3 separate regions of the Pan troglodytes genome follow, and all the other regions are linked to region 1. A link is a contact called in public HiChIP or PLAC-seq data. All regions are on one chromosome and are shown on one strand. The core of a region is the stretch at or near the end of the contact, and the rest is flanking DNA. Distances in the headings are between cores, read along the strand shown.

Region 1 (4,659 bases), core at 830-3,329:
TGAAACTGATATTGTGGTCAGAAAGTTAAGAAGATAACCCCTCTCCTACACTCTTGGCACAAAACCAGGGCATATCTATACCTGGAACATAATGTGTTGTACTGTTGGTTGAGTTTCAAGAAAAGTCTAATGAGGTTGGAAGCAGTTAATAGGAGGAGATCTGAAAAGATCAAGGAGATTAGGTCTTCCCTACTCCTTCCATAAGGAGATACTGAAATGGCAGAATTCTGCAATGAGAGATGGTGATCAGCAACCCGAGGGGACAGGCCTCAGAAGAAACCAGACCTCCCCACACTTTGATCTCTGATCTTGGCCTTCAGAACTTTGAGAAAATAAGTTTCTGTTGTTTAAGCCACCCAGTTTGCAGTATGTTGTTATGGCAGCTCTAGCTGACTAACACACATGAGAACACATATGATCAAATGATTTAAAATTATGAAGGGTCTAGAAGAGAATGTGATCATCTCAGAATACCTCTAAGTCAGGGTTTCTTAAAGCAAGGTCGGCATACTACTTGCATCAGAATCACCTATGACGCTTTTTAAAAAGCAGGTTCTCAGGTCCACTGGACCTAGATTATTAAAATGTTCTGGTATGATGCCGAAGAATCTGTCTCTTTGGTAGACACTTCAAGTGTTGTTTTTGTACACTAAAGAGCCAGAGGTCCTGCCCAACCTCTGGCTCTTTTCTGAGCCTGAAAATGAATTCTGGGCCTGGTACTAATTGCATTTCATCAAGTGCTGCTGTGTCTGGTCCTCTGGCAGATGGTCCCTGATCCAGGAATCACGTGTAAATCCCATTGTAGGTTATCTCTCTCCAGGTGTCAGCCAACGTTTACGCAGCATGTGGGAAAGCTGAATTGGATGGACCAGATGGAATCCTTAGAGTTTATTCTTGATTGTGGAAATAAATATGTGCCTCACCTATCTTACTTAAGAATATAATGACATATTTTGAATAATAAAGTATATATATTATCTCTCTCATGAGATTTATTTAAAGATCTTACTACCTTGTCAATAAAGAGACAATGCAAGGAATAGAATGGGGCATATCTTTCCTTCACCTGTGGACCTAAGAGGAACTGAAATTAGAGAAAGTTGAGAGTCCAGAGCAAACGCTGTGATGAACATTTTCAAAATAGGCAGAATAGGTGGCATTCTGATTCAAATATGGCAGTTCCCTAGGGAGTGTGAAATCTGCCCTGCCCCATCCCCTCCATTTACAAATGTGCTTAAGGGACATAAGGTTTTATAAACAGGATTTTTAAAAACTAAAATTTAGGCAGATCATTTAAGAATGCTCAAGGGGGTAGGTCAATGGACTATTTCTCTATTTTCCTTCAGGTGGTCCAGCCTTTGAACCAGAATGCAGCTATAGTATCCCAAGCGACGGGGTCTGTCTAGGAGTTCCCATGGCCACCGTTTTTTGTCTTTTCGGTTTTTCTTTTTATGGCGGGCGGGTGAGTACTTACTTAATGCTAGGCACTTGGTTGTTTTTTCCTTCTTGACTAACCAGATTTCAGTTTCTCTGTGTAGACCATTCATTCCCACTGAGTTTCTTGGTGGGGTGGTGGGGGCGGGGGCGATGAATGGGAAAGTGGAATTGCCATTAATGTTCCAGCTGCTTTCCTGAAACAAGACTTTTGACCGTAAAAAGAATGAATTTGAAACTCTAGACAATAATACACTGCAGAGGTTAAGAAGAAAAGCCATGAGTGCAACCGGGTTTCATTAAGAATGAAAAGTGGACATTTAGCCGTCAAGGAGACAGGTTCCTAGTTTGGGCAGAGAAGAGAGCCCTAACAATGAAAGGCGGCCGTGTTGGCTGAAAAGGGGCTCTCAACTGAAACCAAGGCACTCCTGGGGTGTGAGGATGGGTGTTCATTCCTAGACCTTTCCGAGCGGCCCTTTCCCTCAGTATGTTCTGGACTCACTGAGGTCCTGGCCGAGCGTCCAGGTAGCCCCGAGGGCCCCGACTCGCTGGCGCAGGGGTAGGGGGAGCGGGCCAGGCGGGGCAAGCGGGCCAGGCAGCGGCGGCGGCGCTTTCATTAGAGGGCGCTGTGGGGGCGGCTCCGCCGCAGTCCCGACTCCCGCCGCTTCCTCCCGCCGCTCCTCCCCGCCAGTCCCGGCGAACGCGGCCGGGCCCTTGGGGACCGAGTCTCGGCGCCGCCGGGGAACGGGCGCGGGCCGCGCCACAGCCGGAGCGGGGCAGGGCCCCGCCACCGCCTTCTTCCGCCGGCCCCGCCGCCGGCCATGCATTCTTCCGGCTCCTCTGACTCCCAAAGCCCCGGCCGGGGCCCGGCCAGCCCGAGGTAACCCCCGGCTCGGCGGTCGCAGGCCCCGGAGCGGCAGCGGAGCCGGGCCAGGGGAGGCGCTGGGGGCGGGGAAGGGGGTGTCGTCGTCGCGTGGCCCGGGGAGGCGGCAGCGGCCTGAGGGACGAGGGCGCGGTAGGCCCCGGGGAGGAGGCGGGGGCGCGGGGCGTCCGCCCGCCTCCCCGGGACCCGCCCCGGTGACAGGTCCGGCCTCTGAGTCCCCGCCGTCCCTCTGTCCGCAGGCAGCCGCGAGGGGAGTAGGGCGCCAGCGCGCCCGCTCGCGCAGCGCCTCGGGCCGCTTGGGCCGCCGCCGCGTCCATGACCGCGACCCCTCGGCGGGGGACACCCGCCCCCGCGCTCCGCAGCCGCCCGCCGTCCGCGCCCGCCGAGGTGAGCCCGGCGCGCGGGCCGCGCCCGCCGCCACGACCCTTCCACATCCGCGGAAACCGCTGCAGGCTCCACCGGCTCCCCGCGCTGCGGTCGCCTCTTCTCTGCCCCTTTCATCATCCCCCGCTTCCTTGCCCTCTGGTCGGAAATCTCATTCTCTTCATCCCCAGTTCATTGGCTTTTACCTCTTTCTGGCTTTTGCTCCCTTCCCCCTACTCCTGTTCTTCCTCTTTTTCGCATTATAACCCCCTACTTTCTTCCTCTCACCTTGTAAGCTTTTTTTCTAGGCCCCCCATTTTTTTTCTTAAAAAAAAAGGGAAACAAAAACCCTATTGCTACAAATGAGAATTTTGAGGGTAACTCTTCGCTAGAGCCAGAGACCTTTTAAAGGAATGCATCGGTGTGCAGGAATCGTGGTGGTGAGGAGACTGAGGTCCTCAGTATCTGGGAAATCTTATTGAGGGGACCCTGTTTCGGTCATGTCACTTGTGTCTTCAGTTTGGAGATCCTGAGGTTGTCTGAAGCGAGTGGATCTATTTTTCTAAGTCCAATAGACGACCGCAGTGAGACACGGTGCGGGGACGGCCACCGATTACTGAATGGGAATTGTGTTATCATTTGCTAAATATATTGTGACATACTTCGTGCCTCGGTGAACAGCTCCCTTGACCTTGTGCGGCTCCTCCTCCCTCGCTCTCTGTCCCCCTCTGGAATTTCCCCTGAGAGATCACCGAGGTACTACAACCGGAAAGCTTCGACCCTCGCTGTTTTATTTTGTGCTGGGGGCGATTTCTATGTTGGTGACTGTTTAGATGTATTTAATGAATTTTCCTTTTTAAGTGAATTTTTCTTTCACCCCAGAAAGACAGGACGGAGTCCAGTGTGAGAATGGCTATAACTTTGGAAGAAGCTCCGTGGCTGGGCTGGCTCTTGGTGAAAGCACTGATGAGGTTTGCCTTCATGGTCGTCAACAACCTGGTTGCTATTCCATCCTACATCTGCTATGTAATTATACTTCAGCCCCTTCGAGTGCTGGACAGTAAGCGGTTCTGGTATATCGAAGGAATCATGTATAAATGGCTTTTAGGAATGGTAGCTTCCTGGGGATGGTATGCTGGATATACAGGTAAGAGTGAGAACACTTTTCTTTAATGCATAAGAAAAAATTTGTCAGGAACCATGATTAAATGTATATTACACTTTGGGTTGAGGATGCTTTCATGTCTTCACTATTGAAAAAAATAAAAAGAAAACAGTTCTATTGGGTTTCTCTTCAGAATCTCAGGAAGACCGATGTTTTCAGAAGTATAATTTCATAATTATGTATTGGTAAATTTCTTAGTGTTTTTATTGTGATTGACATACATTTATTAAAACTGGTCTGCAAAAGCTCTGGTAGAGGAATAGGAGTGCGTTGTATAGGACTCGAGAGCTTATAAAGTGAAGATGTAAGATATTTCATCTATTTCATGGAAGATGCCCATAAACATTGGAAATTTAGAAAAACAATGGGACCATATTTGTGCTAAGATAGTTTAATAAGTTTCTTCATCATTTAACGTGATATTGTACTGTTAGCCTTTTGAGCAAGCAAAAATGGCTTTCTTTTACGTGTTTCTTTTGTTTATTAGAATCTATATTTTATCTCATAAATCTGAGAGTATTAATATAAAAAATTAAGTTAACTTTGTTAAGCTAATTTATCTTCTGAGTGTCTTTAAATAGATTGTGATTTCTGCCTTTAAATTGCATTTGGGGAAGCAAGAGTAACACTATTCAGAAGTGGACTTTTATAGAACTAAATGAGAAGTGTTTATTTTCTGAGATAAACCTTATATGCTTTGAGAACTTATGCCCTTGCTGTGAAAATTCTGTATCGTTTATTGTATTTATTTGATTTTTTTCCCTTAAGAATTAAGATAATGAAAAAATCATAGAGGTTTTTAGCACTTGTCAGA
Region 2 (4,649 bases), core at 1,465-3,964, 160 kb after region 1:
CTTCCCAGATATTTAGTCTCTGCCTAGAGCTGGGGCATTTGGCAATTGAGTACTTGAGCGCCCACTCAAAATCCTTGCATAATTATTAATAAGGGGCTTTCGCAGATTTTTATTTAACGAAGCTTTATTGCATGCCTTCTCTATTACAGGACTTATGCTGGCTATAAGCAGTTCGGAGTTCAGCTACTGTGAGAGCCATGTAAACAAATAATGATAAGTTTTGATTTATGTATAAAGTGGTCTATGAACACTGTAGATGGAGGATTGACTGTCCAAGTACGCCAGAGAGGCTTCTCAGATTACAGGAGAGAAAGTTGGAATTGAATCTTGAAGGACACGTTATGTCCTCTGGGCAGACATGACTGGAGTGGATAAGGGAGTGGAGTGGGTTGGACAGTATTCTAGACAAATGCAATCACAGGTGCAAAGATGATGGTGGTGGTGAGGAACTGAGAAAGTGTGCGTTTAGAGCAAAAGCAGAAGTGGCCAGAGAGAAGGTGCAGGACTGGATTTGGGGCAGGATAACCAAACAGCTCTTTTTTTTTTTTTTTTTTTTTTCTTGAGACGGAGTCTCACTCCGTCGCCTAGGCTGGAGTGCAATGGTGTGATCTCCACTCACTGCAACCTCTGCCACTCGGGTTCAAGCGATTCTTCTGCCTCAGCCTCCCGAGTAGCTGGGATTACAGGTGCCTGCCATCGCGTCTAATTTTTGTATTTTTAGTAGAGACGGGGTTCACCATGTTGGCCGGGCTGATCTTGAACTCCTGACCTCGTGATCCACCCGCCTTGACCTCCCAACGTGCTGGGATTACAGGTGTGAGCCACCATGCCCGGCCAGGGCTCTGTCTTATACAGTTTCATGTTGCTATAATAGGATGCCACAGACTGGACAATTTATAAACAATAGTTTATTTGGCTCACGGTTCTGGAAGCTAGGAAGTCCAAGATCAAGGGGTAGCATCTGGCAGCAGCCTTTTCTCTGGGTCAAAAAATAGCGGAAGGCATCACATGGTAAGAGAAACAGCAAGGGAAAGCCAAAACGCATTTTTATAACCAACCGGCTCTCAAGATAACCCACTCCTGTGATTACGTTAATCCATTCGTGAGGGCGTAGCCCTCATAACCCAATCAATTTAAAGGTCTCACCTCTTAACACTTTTGCATTAAGAATAAAGTTTCCAACACATGAACTTTGGGGGATACATTCAAACCACAGCAAGCTCTATGGATACCAATCTGTAAGAGGCACAAAAATAAAAAAAATGATGCTAATTAACACAGCCACTTGCAGTTCCTTACATAACTTTTGAAACCTAAATTGGTCCTATTCCCCTGAGGTAAGACAGTGCCCTTGAATGTTAATTTAAAAATTCTCCTGGTTGGCAATTCCAATTATCTTATGTTATATTCAGGGCATGTAATAAGTCCCTTATTTTTACATAAAGAGCTTTTAAATTCTTATTAATAGAAAATCAGGTGTCTTTTAATCCTTTGCTGAACAGATATTTAAAGAAAACTGGCCTGTTCATGCATTTCCAAATTATTAGCTTTCTGGTAATGTACATATTCCTCTAACAAGCCCTGGATGGAGGCCTCTAAGTCCTCCTTCCCCGGTAAATATGGGGCTGTTCATTTGGCTGGGTAAGCTGAGAACGTTGGTTTGTGTGGGTGCGTAAAAGAGAATCTGTGTTCAATGAAGTATTGTCAATAGGGTTAATTATGTATTTGGCACACATAAACGGGACAAGACGTGTAAAGTACTTGGTAGGAGAGCGACTGTATTTCTTCTTTTTTTTTTTTTTGGAGACTGGGTGTCACTGTGTCGCCCAGGCTGGAGTGCAGTGGCGCACGGCTCACTGTAACCTCTGCCTCCCGGGTTCAAGCAATTCCTCATGCCTCAGCCTCCCAAGAAGCTGGGATTACAGGCCTGCAACCCCATGCTCTGTTACTTTTTTTTTTTTTTTTTTTCATTTTTAGTAGAGACGGCGTTTCGCCATGTTGGCCAGGCTGGTCTTGAACTCTTGGCCTCAAGCAATCCGACAGCCTCGGCCTCCCAAAGTGCTAGGATTATAGCCGTGAGCCACAGCGCCCGGCCTAATTTTCGTATTTTCAGTAGAGACGAGGTTTGCCCTGTTGCCCAGGCTGGTCTGAACTCCTGGGCTCAAGCGACCCACCCACCTCGGCTTCCCAAAGTGCTAGGGTTACGGGCGAGCGTGAGTCACCGCGCCCACCCGGGAGTCTGTATTTCTAATTTGTATTCAGCTCTCAGCATATCCTCAACGTGACCCCACCCAGGTTCAGGGTACTGGAACCTGAGCGAGGAAGTCGTGTGCCGGGGAGAGTAGGTAGTGTGAGGGGCCAGAGTGCAAAGGTCAGAAGGCATCTGGTGGAAGCGGTGTGCAAAGAAGCCTGAGGGGAGGTCCTTAGATCTCGGTTACCTTGGCGATCTCTACCAGAGGGTTAGAGTTGCCGAGAGGCGCCAGCTGCCGCTTCCTTTCTCCCGCCCTCCGTTTGGCTTAGCTCGCCCAGTTCTCCCACGGGTTAAAAGCAGACGCCGACGCGGTTGCCTAGTGACACTTTTCCCAAAATGCCTAGGGTATTGTTGTGGTCTTCTTAGCCAATCAGAGAGGCGAAGAGGGCCCACCGCCTGCCAATAGACTGCAAGATCAGGGCCCGCGACGGTTAAACGGGGCCCAAGGCAGGGGTGGCGGGTCAGTGCTGCTCGGGGGCTTCTCCGTCCAGGTCCCTGGAGCTCCTGGTCCCTGGAGCTCCGCACTTGGGGGCGCAACCTGCGTGAGGCAGCGCGACTCTGGCGACTGGCCGGCCATGCCTTCCCGGGCTGAGGACTATGAAGTGTTGTACACCATTGGCACAGGCTCCTACGGCCGCTGCCAGAAGATCCGGAGGAAGAGTGATGGCAAGGTGAGCGTGGGACCTACCCTGCGCCTGCCCCTGCTTAGGTTTCGTCGCCCCGGGGCGAGCGCCCTGCGCCACCGAAGGGAACCGAGAGGGCTGAGGAAATGGGTGCCCGGAAGACTAAACCGTCTTTCCTGGGTCTGCATCTGACAGCCTGTCCTGGGTGGCTTAAAGGATGGGAGACCGCTTCTTTTGATATATGTATTTCCATCTTTTCCCGTTTCTCTCCCCATTTCTCTCTTTCTCCTGCTTTGGCTTGCTAAGGACCTTCCATTGGTGACACGTAACTAATTCCTGAGCTGTTTTTAGAGCTCTAAGAGTGGCCCTCTCTCAGGCACAAGAAAGGGGCAGGACTACCAGAACCCGAAGCTTTGTATCTGCAGTCAGACTCCCTCAAAATATCCATTATTAGGATTATTGGATTCATATTTCCCAATGTATATAGGTAGAACTTTTACAGAAAGTAACATTGGACAGGAAACTGCCTGGCTGCTGATGGAGGGATCTTTACCAAGGTGTCTCATCCTGGGGAAACACGACTGGGGTGGAATGGGGCAGGGACTTTGACCACCTTCACCCCAATTTTGACTATAGTCAAACCTTTTAGCCAACTTCCCACTAATCAACTGAGGGTAGGGGTTGGGGGAGTCCTCATGTGCCTCATTCCCGTTTATCTCCCCACAACATCATTTACTGCTTAGAACTGGAGGAAGATTATGGAAGTAAACTCACAGCTCCTTAAGTTCATTGAACTAAATTAGATAATGACCTTGATTGTAGGATATAATTAAAAGAGAGGTAATTTGTTAAATCTTGGAACTTTCATTCTTTGTTTTTGAGCATAATGAGTTCATTCATACCTTGGAAATTCTTATTTCAGATATTAGTTTGGAAAGAACTTGACTATGGCTCCATGACAGAAGCTGAGAAACAGATGCTTGTTTCTGAAGTGAATTTGCTTCGTGAACTGAAACATCCAAACATCGTTCGTTACTATGATCGGATTATTGACCGGACCAATACAACACTGTACATTGTAATGGAATATTGTGAAGGAGGGGATCTGGCTAGTGTAATTACAAAGGGAACCAAGGAAAGGTAAGCATAATCTTTTAAAAATGTAAGCTGAAATTGGTCTAGTTTCATTTATTTTAAGCATCTTGTTTTGGGATCAGTAATATGGAAGAGTGTACTTGTACTTGTTTGGTAGGTCCATAGTACTTCAGAAAATTCCCAGTGAATCAACACCCATATTTTATATCAAAATAACAATTTATAGGCTGAGTGTGGTGGCTCACACCTGTAATCCCAACACTTTGGGAGGCCGATGCGGGAGGATCACTTGAACCCAGGATTTCAAGACCAGCCTGGGCAACATAGTGGGACCCTGTTTCTACAAAAATTAGCCAGGTATGGTGACATGTGCCTGTAGTCCAAGCTACTTGGGAGGCTGAGGCAAGAGGATTGCTTGAGCCTGGGAGGTCGAGGCTGCAGTGAGCCATGATCGTGCCACTGCATTCCAGCCTGGGTGACAGAGTAAGACCCTGTCTCAAAAAATATAAATAAATAAATAAATAATTTCCCTATTTGTACACTGGATAATTTATATCATCCCATCTTGGCAATGATTTTTTTAGAAGTTATATGCTGTATAACTGCTTTGGTTTCAGGCAATACTTAGATGAAGAGTTTGTTCTTCGAGTGATGACTCAGTTGACTCTGGCCCTGAAGGA
Region 3 (4,396 bases), core at 519-3,018, 210 kb before region 1:
TGACTATTATGTAACAACGAATGAGTACTTGAGAATAGGAAAGAGGGAAGGGAAAGGTAAACACATGGAGAATTAGGAGAAAATCTGTCACAAAATAGAGGCTGAATAGCTCCCCCAGGACACACATATAGTAAGGTGTGGAGGTATAATAAAACCCAGGCAGTTTAACTTCAAAGACAGAGCTCTTAGTCACTGTGCGTACTGTCACTCTTAAACAGAGGACAAAGAAGTTACTCAAACAAGGTCCCAGGAGAGACAGAAAGAGGAGCATTTAAGTATAATTACAAAGATTATCTAAGAGGGAAATAAATAAGGATGGTATAAAGTTTCAGACTGCTAGCAGGAAGTTGAGGGACTACTTCTCAGTCTCTTTCTCAATATTATTTTCCTAGACTCATCCCTGAATATAAAAATTCCCTTCTCAGGTTCGTTTTCCACATAGTTTCAAGGGGAAAAAGAACCTCTGGCTATAGTCGACCTTCACATGAGTGAGATTTTATTTCTGTCCAAGGTTAGTCTGGGTAGTTTAGCTCCCTTATCTGAAACTTACCAAAAAGTTTAAGTTGATGACATCCAAATCTAACCTCAAATCTCTTACTGCCAATGTTTTAGCGTAAGAATATAAGTTAGATTTCTACGTATTAACATGGGAATAAGTTCAACTTATACCATTAAAGTGAAAAAACTGGACATTTTGATCCGATTTCTGAAAATAATAGGTATTACCTCTAGCATCGAAAACATCTGGAATAATATACTTCAATCTATTAACAGAGGTCATCTCTGGCGGATGTGGTTACAGGCATCTTTCACTCTATAATTTAAATTTTTATGACCGTGTAGTAAACGGGGAAAATAAGATTTTGTTCCTGTTAGAAGCAGATATCCTGTCTTCTCTGCTTGACTGAGTTCCTTAACAGCGGGTCATATTCACTGGTATATACCTATAGCACATAGCTGGGCTCACTAAGATTCCACAACAAACGAATGAATTAATCAATGATTAGGAGTTTTGAGCATCTCAAATAACTGTTGAGGGAAACATATACACACAAATGCATGCATTTTCCCGTTAACGCGCAATGGAGATGAAAGCTGTAAGGGGCCTTGGAAGGCAGTTATTTCGACGTCCCTGCCTACGTTACGATTTTAAAAGCCCGATTACGATTACAAGTGTCCCGAGGGGATGAAAGTACAGCTTTCTTTAGTAGTCCCTGCTAACACTAATTTACCCTTGCCATGGGAGAACTCAGAAGCTGAGTTCAGAATTGGAGTCGGCCCTGGTCGGAGGTGGCGTGTGTTTCGGGGAAAATGAATTCCGCCAGCTCCGAGCAGCGGTTGGGACCGTTACTCACCATTTCTCAGGACGCCAAGCTGGGGCTGGCGGAGCACCGAATTGAAGAGCATCAGGGTCGGAGGAAAAGGCTCAGCTGAGAGAAAAGTCGTAGAAATGCCTCCAAGTTCAGCAGAAATCGCAGCTTGCGCCTCTCACAACACAAATCGTTATCGCCTCCAACTCCCGCCACTGTAAGCCCCGGCCGCCAAACTCCGCGCCAAACTGACGTCACGCTCTCTGATTGGCTTCCGAGCGACGTCCGGGCGCCTCAGAGTCATTTCCCCCTTCGGATCCCCGCCTCCTTTTCTCCCAGCCGCGGGAACCTGGAGTCCAAGAGCTCCTTGAGCGCCTGCGCAGGGGGTAGCCGAGGCGCGGACAAACCGCGGGGTGACCAGGGCGCATGCGTAACAGGGCTTGACAGCGCGCGGAAGAAAAACCAGCAAGAAGGCGGCGGGGGAAGATGGCGGTCCTGGGGTAGAGTTTGCAATCTTTCTGACTAGGCTAGTCGAGTAACTATTCGGGTCATGGCGTCAAACTCAACTAAGTCTTTCCTGGCAGATGCCGGCTATGGCGAACAGGAACTGGATGCCAACTCTGCCCTTATGGAATTGGACAAAGGTATTCGAAAGAGGGGCTGAATGGGTGAAACAAGCGTGGGGGGAAGTGGCGCCACCAGGTGGTGGTTGCTTTGGGAGAAGACGGATAGGCGCATGCGCATATCTTCGCTGGGCGGGGAGCGCCTGTGCTTTTGCTGGGGCGTGGGCTTTGACCCCTTCGGGAGGTTGCGGAAAATTTGCAGGATTGTGTGACTGGCCTTATAGCGGCTAAACAAGTAGCGAGCTCTAGTGAGAGGCCCGTTTTGACCACTTGAGGGAGCAGTCCCCCGATTTTCTAAGCAGTGACAGTGGCTAGTTTCTAAGAGACACTGCAAAGAAATTGTGAAATTGGTTTTCAGTCTGTTCAGTTGAGACCAGGTCTTCATGAAATGTGCTGAATAGTAATCTTGCACCGACTTGACAGCGATTCATTTGATTTCCATAGCTCTGTTACCTGCGGGTTACAAGGCAGGCTAAACCTGGCCAAGACCATAAAAAAGCAAGGGCCCTGCTCATTCTCTGCGGACAAGTTCCAGGAGTTCTGTTTCCGTACAGGGAGCAGCTTGGTGTAGAAGGAGCTTTGGGGTTACACTGAGTTAAATTTCAATGCCGATAATTTTATGATTAACTTCATCTAGCCTCGGTTTGTCGTCTGCAAAGTGGGTACAGTACCATTGAGCCGGCAGAATTGTATTAAGTGACTTAATGGTATGCAAAAGAAGCATTTAGTAAATGCTGAAGAGATATACCTCCCTTCTTAGATGTGGATATGGGAGGCAAGGTCGGAAATTTGTTAGTAAAGAACTCGACTAGTAATATGAAACCTTTATTTCATATTAAGGATTTTTATTGTACAGGAAACATTTCGGCAGCTGGTATACAATTAAATCTTGATTAATTGTAGCCAATATATAATGTTGGAGAACTGGACTAGAACTCAGAAGGATTTGAGCCACTTCCCAGTTTTCTGAGTTGGACATGTCTATTAACTTTTTTGGGACTCTTTTTCTGTTTGTTTTTTAAACTGAATATTTTTAGTGGGTTAGTCTAAATAAGAGTTTCTCAGGCTCTTAAAAAAGCTTTTACCTTATTTTGATAAACACAAAAATTTCACAGCCCCCTAATGGGATATTCTTTTGGTTGAGTCTCAGTATCTTTAGTGCACCCCCATCAACCAAGAAAATTATGTTGAACTTTTCTTTCTCTTACCAAATCTTTAGGGGTTTTCTCCTCTGGAAAAAAAAAAAAAAACTATAATACTAAATGTGTTTTTCTTTTTTTTTTGGAGACAGAGTGTTGCTCTGTTGCCCAGGCTAGAGTGCAGTGGCGCCATCTCGGCTCACTGCAACCTCCGCCTCCCGGGTTCAAACGGTTCTCCTGCCTCAGCCTCCCGAGTAGCTGGAATTACAGGCGCCCGCCACCACGCCCGGCCAATTTTTGTATTTTTAGTATAGACGGGGTTTCACCATGTTGGCCAGGCTGGTCTCCAACTCCTGACCTCAGGTGATCCGTCCGCCTCGGCCTTCCAAAGTGCTGGGATTTACAGGCATGAGCCACCGCGCCCGGCCTTAAATGTGTTTTTCAAACACTTTCCTCCTCATTCTGATACATTTCTTTCTTATTCCTCAGTGAAAGTTACAGGTCAGGATAATATCTAATATCCCTACAAGTTCTAAGGACATTTTCTACCATTCTGGTGCAGCTGAGCTTGTCTCATGCTGACAGTAGGATAGTGGTTGTGGAACAGGGATAAAGATGGGGCACTGAAGAGGAGTCTAGAATGGTTTAATTCCTCAAATTTTGCAGTTGTAAGAAAAAAACCACAATTTTTCCTTTTTAAAGAAGAGTTGAAATGAAAATATTTTATATCTGTAGGAAAGAAATCAGGTGTCAATCTTAGACACAGAGTAAGTGATCATTTTCACTCCTCCCAGCAATGCCTGGCGTGAGTATTTTACAGATGAATCTCAGGCTCAGAAAGATGACTTGTTCTTTTTCATCTCATCTGTAGTAACTTTTAAAGCTGTTAGGAAATTAAGTTATAGCCAGTTTCGTGTAGAATATAGTTGAGTATTTTAAATATTGAGTCATTTCATCTTGAACCTGTTAAAGTATTTCTGTTTTGTGAGCTAAAGGTCAGAAGGCTACAAGTTCCAACTCTTTTTTTCGTTCCCAAACTCCAAGGAATACTGTTTCTGAAATATCTCCCCCACCTCAGCATGCACACTCAGACACATGACTTATTTGATCAGGCTTTGTACTAGGAACATGGCAGTTAATGAGACAAAACTCCTGCCCCTATAGAGCTTACATTCTAGACAGCAGATGCAGACACTCAGCAAATATAGCAAACGTGACAGTTAGTGATACATATTATAAAGGAAAATGAAGCAATGAAAGGGACTGGAGAAAACTGATCTGGGGCTGGAGTTGATTTCTTATTTTATGAAGGATAGGCAAGAAA

The links. HiChIP or PLAC-seq counts read pairs in DNA pulled down with a chosen protein or histone mark.
Region 2: a contact with region 1 is called in an H3K4me3 HiChIP or PLAC-seq map of stem cell-derived excitatory neurons, with 4 times the contacts expected there. The contact joins the promoter of NEK2 here to the promoter of LPGAT1 in region 1. A contact is called at or near these places in 1 of 7 Hi-C or Micro-C datasets (stem cell-derived neural progenitor cells) and 1 of 1 datasets of contacts at active chromatin or transcription factors (stem cell-derived excitatory neurons).
Region 3: an H3K4me3 HiChIP or PLAC-seq map of stem cell-derived excitatory neurons shows a contact between it and region 1, with 2.5 times the contacts expected there. The contact joins the promoter of INTS7 here to the promoter of LPGAT1 in region 1. A contact is called at or near these places in 1 of 7 Hi-C or Micro-C datasets (stem cell-derived neural progenitor cells) and 1 of 1 datasets of contacts at active chromatin or transcription factors (stem cell-derived excitatory neurons).

What each region holds. Positions count from the first base shown.
Region 1 is chr1:37,278,289-37,282,947 of NHGRI_mPanTro3-v2.0_pri, forward strand. LPGAT1 (lysophosphatidylglycerol acyltransferase 1) reads left to right here and starts at 2,080. Exons shown (of 8, transcript XM_001170154.6): 1 at 2,080-2,314; 2 at 3,563-3,827. The coding sequence starts at 3,590.
Region 2 is chr1:37,436,245-37,440,893 of NHGRI_mPanTro3-v2.0_pri, forward strand. NEK2 (NIMA related kinase 2) reads left to right here and starts at 2,715. Exons shown (of 8, transcript NM_001280514.1): 1 at 2,715-2,922; 2 at 3,797-4,014; 3 at 4,587-4,649. The coding sequence starts at 2,827.
Region 3 is chr1:37,073,581-37,077,976 of NHGRI_mPanTro3-v2.0_pri, forward strand. It overlaps INTS7 (integrator complex subunit 7), which reads left to right and starts at 1,769. Exons shown (of 20, transcript NM_001280517.1): 1 at 1,769-1,954. The coding sequence starts at 1,861. It overlaps DTL (denticleless E3 ubiquitin protein ligase homolog), which reads right to left and starts at 1,659. Exons shown (of 15, transcript XM_525058.7): 1 at 1,356-1,659. The coding sequence starts at 1,407.